2 separate regions of the Danio rerio genome follow, and region 2 is linked to region 1. A link is a contact called in public Micro-C data. All regions are on one chromosome and are shown on one strand. Each heading gives the region's core, a stretch centred on a gene start, on an enhancer-like site or on the middle of the called end of the contact. The rest is flanking DNA. Distances are from core to core; before and after follow the strand shown.

Region 1 (2,700 bases), core at 11-2,510:
TATTTCACTTTATTTGACAAAAATAAAATAGGTAGCATTAGATAACTGATTAATTATCATGAAGCATTTGTTGTGTCTTTGTTAACTTTAATAGCATCAATTTTTGACTTTAATAAATGTAATAGCAAATATAATTTAATATAAATGTAATTGCAATGAACAAGTCAATGTTTGGTAACTAAAATAAACAAAGACACATATAAATATGTATGCTGTAGCTCACTGCTAGGTAATATTACAGCATGAACTGATGTTAACTAATAGGTCTTTGTTGTAAAGTGTTCTCAAAAGCTCACGATACTTTGTGTTAAATCAGTTAAACTGCTTTGATAAATTATGTTGTTGTTATGTTATTGTGTTACGTGTAGCTGCATAAAGATATTAATATTCGTATTTTGCATTAATATAATATTAATTTAACCTCAAACAAGTTAAACATTGTTTTTTTTTTTTCTTATTTTTGTAAGAGCACACATCATTTCTGTACCCCCAGCCAACAACACAGGTCTAAAAGTCATCAGAAAAAAAGGCTAAATTCACTCTAATGTTGTCATTTTCTAAAGTATTCACAAGTACTGGCATTGGTTTATTTTTTCCCCCAGAATTAAATCCCTTAAGCCATTTAATGAATGGGGTAACATGAACTAACAATCAACAAAACTGCTTCTTTATTAACTAAACTGAACAAATATGAATAAACACAGTGGCAAATTGGTAGTTAATATTAATTAAAGCGTTAACTGATGTCAACCAGTGGGTCTTTGTCGAAAAGTGTTACCAAAAGCTCACTCAGTACTAGTTGAAACAGTTAAACTGCTTTAATAATTCATTTTTATTTTCATATTGTATTATATTTATATGCATTGGCCATGATTTTTTATTTAACAATAATATTTTACATCAAACAAGTTAATACTTGTTGTTTCTTATCTTTAAGGAGCATACAGATCATTGCCATACCCCCAGACAACACTCAAATACAACAATCAACAATGCTGTTTAAAAAAAAAAAAAAACTAATTTTTAGTAACGTTGGCATACCCCAAAGAAATCCCCGTGATTACTGGCAGCGGTTTATTGCTTCCTTAAGAAAAAATTTGATTAAGCAATTTCATCAATAAGCCCAGTTTCATTTTCTTATTCTCTTTGGTACTTTGAGATTTTCAGCTTGAGCAACGGAGAGGAAGTCCTGAGATGAGAGAGTGTGTCAGCCTCGGCCCCTCCCATCTCTACTAGTATAAATGCACTTACCCCAGCTCTGGAGAGTCAGACTATTAGAAGAGTATCACTGCTGCACCAGCATTCCCAGCAAGTCAAGCGCCTTTGGATTACTTTCCACACAGACTTCTGAGGCCAACCCAAGAGTACGTCAACACAGGTATGCATTTCTAAATATGCCTTTTTGTTACTTGCTTGGGATCAATGCACAGGTTATCTGTAGTTACGTAAGAAATCTGAGACCCAGTTTTGCACATGTAAGCCAGGCAAGTGTAACTGTAGTCTTATTGAAGAGAATTTGTTGCCTGATGTAGTTGGAAGAATATACATCATTTAGTGCTTATTGGGGACCTGAAGCATAGCTGCAAGTTTACTTATTCATAGAAAGTGCAACCTCAGCTTGACATAGTAAATAAATGCATGATGAGAGTGTAAATAGCTTGGATTTTGGACTCTTGTGCAAGCCTGAGCAAAGCATGGTTGGCACAGAGTAGGGGAGTTGCATTCAGACTATTGGAGGTTGATGTCTAACAGACGATTCATTTATTTCCTTTAAGATTTCAATCAAGATGCAACTGATCCTGCAGTCAATCTTCTGCTGCTGCCTCCTGGCCGCCGTTGCACCCGGCGTGGACAGTGCGAAGCATGACCTGAAAAGAAGGTAAGCACTCAAGTCACGACTTGATTCAGTACCGATGTTCACTGTTGCTTGAAAAGTTTTCTAACGGACATGCTTTCCTCTCTTTGATACTCAGCGTCTGGCTTCAGAGATCAAAAAGGGATTTGAGTCTTCCTGCACTGAGGGCTTTAGAAAACAGGCAGTTTGTCAGACCAGACGACGTTAAAGACAACTTGAGGCCACATTCCAGGTAAGAAAAAATGCAACTCAAGTCACCGTTTTCTGTTAGAACATTAAACTTAAATGAATTGCTCAGAAATACCAGCCAGGCATTAACGTCTTCTCTTGTCTGCCTTTCCAGCACTGACATCAGCATTAGAGCAAAACGCTCCAAGAACTCCATCAACCAGTCCAGGAGATCAGGCTGCTCGCTTGGCACCTGCACGGTGCATGTGCTGGCACACCGTCTCCATGACCTCAACAACAAACTCAAGATTGGGAATGCACCCGTTGACAAGATCAATCCCTACGGGTATGGCCGCCGGCGAAGGTCCGTTCCAGAGAAAGTTTTGAGACTGCGGAAGGATGGCAGTGGGATGAGGATGGTGTGGAGCAGCTCAAACTCTCAATCGTGGCTGCACAAGCTGGAAGCGCTGCTCAGACGGACGTGAGCGTACGGGGTGGGAGCACTTGGGGACGCGGCGACAGAGGCTCGCCTGGCGACAGAGACTCCTGCCAAGAGTTCTCCAGCGCATTCTTGTCCAAGCACAGCGACTGGAAGAGCAATCCAGTCTCCTGAAGGCTGCCCTCGATGGGGAACTCCACAAAGAGAAGCAAAGAAACAATAGCAGCAGGGAGGCAAA
Region 2 (2,700 bases), core at 13-2,512, 380 kb before region 1:
CATCATAGAAAGTAATTTGTTTTTTAAGGCCTAGGCTAATCAACAGCTGCTATTGAAAAGAATAGTTAATCCTTCATATCAGTGCATTGCAAGTATATTTTACAATGTACATCATTAAGAATATTTGTTCCAGTATCAATTTTGATTTTTTAGCTTAATTGTTCAATATCTGAATGACATCAAATATATCCATGTTCCAATGCGAGGTACTTACTTGTTGGATTTTCCTTAGGGTTTGCAAATAAATACACGACCACGAAAAATATTCATACATTTTCTTTTTGGCTTAGTCCCTTTATTAATCCTAGATCGCCACAGTGGAATGAACCGCCAACTCATCCAGCACATTTTTACAGAGCGGATGCTCTTCCAGCTGCAACCCATCATCTCTGGCAAACATCCACAAACACTCAATATACACTATGAACAATTTAGCCTACCCCAGGGTTTTTCAAAGTCTAAGACAGTGGGCCTCCCTTTTGACACAACTTATCCATTGGCGCCCCCCTCCTCCCAAACACGCACGCACACACACACACACACACACACACACACACACACACACACACACACATATATATATAAGACACAGACAGATGTCAGACTGTTAACTCACTTTTATCCTCATTTGCATGAAAGTGCAATTATTTACAGAGTAATAACAAGTATTTTAATATAACGTTTTTAAAACTAGGATGATTGTTCAATATGAATAGAACAGATCCAAGAACTGTCCATCCCAGTCAAAACAGTCGAAGTTTAGCGGGTCTCATGCTGTCATTAGCCAAAATTTCTTGACAAACCAAACATAAAGGTCGTGGTTCATCAGCTGGTCCTGTCCAGGTAAATCCTAAACTCAAATACTGATCATCATATCGTCGTCTTTTGGGTTTAAGCCCTGAACTTTAAGGCTTTGAATCGGGGGGTCTCAGAAACCGATCCATTGTATTAGCAGCCATATACCTGTATTGGCGGGCTTGCCAAACAGAAGCCAATTCACAGCTCTGGCCTTCTGGGTAAAAAAGATTTTCATATATATAATATATATATATATTATATATATATATATATATATATATATATATATATATATATATATATATATATATATATATATATATATATATATATATATATATATATATATATATATATATATATAAAGAACAAACCTCTTTTTTGTCTTTTCCTCCTGAACAGCAGGGGGCAGAACAGACCTTTATCACCGACATTAAAACCACAGAAGAAACGCACCATCAACTCAAAACACACACACATACTCACACCGTTGTATTTCATAATGTAATGGAGCTTAATTTATGGAAACATTAGACGTATTTGATCCTGCGCATTATTTCTGGTATATTTGGACTAATCGGACAGGTAAGTGTCTCAGTCGCTAAATTCATATGCGAATATACCAATAGATTAAGCGATCTGCAGTACGTTACATGGAAGCCGCCGGAAAACATTGTGCTTTAGCAGTAATAATAACGAATTTATTCATGCGTGTACATTACACTAAAGGCGTCTGTAATTGCAACACATCGTCTTGTCATCTTGTTTACATCTAACGTTATGTGAAACTAGATATCGCTGCAGGTTTGTTTACAGCATTTATTTCTGTCTAACGTTAGCGGAGATCATAATATTACACATGATAAACGCTGAAACATTATTTTAAACGAGTGTAAAAACTGTTAAACTGCGTAAAAAAATAAGATACACGACAATATTTTGAGAAGGAAGTGAAACTAACGTTACACGCCTGGGTTTTAAAGAGATAGCTCGTCCAAAAAATGTCAATTTCCTCATCATTTGCTTACATTAAAGTGGTACAGAGATTAGTTTTTACAAGAAGGATATATGAATTACTCTTAAAATAGTATAACAAGGTTATAGAAAGGAAAGGAGAGGAAAAAATAAAAATAAAACAATATTAAGTCTCAAATGAAGGCAGAATATTAAAAAAAGCATACATTTGAGAGGTTTTAAATGCCTTTTTAATACTAAACGTTGAAATTGTATTGAAATATAGTTTTGGTTTTTATTTTTCAGTTTAAATGGGTTTACATTTTATATATTTACATTTATGTACATGAAACTTTCCAGCAAATAACATATATATAGTTTAAATAGAAACTTAAATGTTTTCTTCAGCGTTAAAAGGAAATCAAAATGAATGCAAAATATTAAACAAAGCACAAATTTGAGATGTTTTAACAGTTTTTTTAATACTAGACGTTGAAAAAAATAAGATACAAGACAATATTTTAAGAAGGAAGTGAAACTAACATTACACGTCTGCGTTTTAAAGAGATAGCTCGTCCAAATAATGTCAATTTCCTCATCATTTGCTTACATTCAAGTGGTACAGAGATACATTTTACAAGAATGATATATGAATTACTCTTAAAATAGTATAACAAGGTTATAGAAAGGAAAGGAGAGGAAGAAAGAAAAATAAAGCAATACAAAATCTAAAATGAATGCAGAAGCTTAAAAAGCACAAATTTGAGAGGTTTTAACTGCTTTTTTAATACTAAACGTTGAAATTGTATTGAAATATAGTTTTAGTTCTTATTTTTCAGTTTAAATGGGTTTACATTTAGTATATTTACATTTATGTACATGAAATTTTCCAGCAAATAGCATCTATATAGTTTATATAGAAACTTAAATGTTTTCTTCAGCGTTAAA

Evidence for each region. A called contact is a pair of places that touch in the nucleus more often than the background predicts.
Region 2: a Micro-C map of caudal fin shows a contact between it and region 1, with 6 times the contacts expected there. The contact joins the promoter of znf143a here to the promoter of adma in region 1. A contact is called at or near these places in 3 of 18 Hi-C or Micro-C datasets (caudal fin, hematopoietic stem cells and an unstated tissue) and 1 of 4 datasets of contacts at active chromatin or transcription factors (embryo).

Annotation. Positions count from the first base shown.
Region 1 is chr7:72,312,132-72,314,831 of GRCz12tu, reverse strand. It overlaps adma (adrenomedullin a), which reads left to right and starts at 1,260. Exons shown (of 4, transcript NM_001326709.1): 1 at 1,260-1,378; 2 at 1,776-1,879; 3 at 1,974-2,087; 4 at 2,199-2,700. The coding sequence starts at 1,788. The coding sequence ends at 2,508.
Region 2 is chr7:72,690,001-72,692,700 of GRCz12tu, reverse strand. It overlaps znf143a (zinc finger protein 143a), which reads left to right and starts at 1,262. Exons shown (of 16, transcript NM_001007441.1): 1 at 1,262-1,383. It overlaps pkd1l2b (polycystic kidney disease 1 like 2b), which reads right to left and starts at 388. Exons shown (of 34, transcript XM_021478036.2): 1 at 1-388.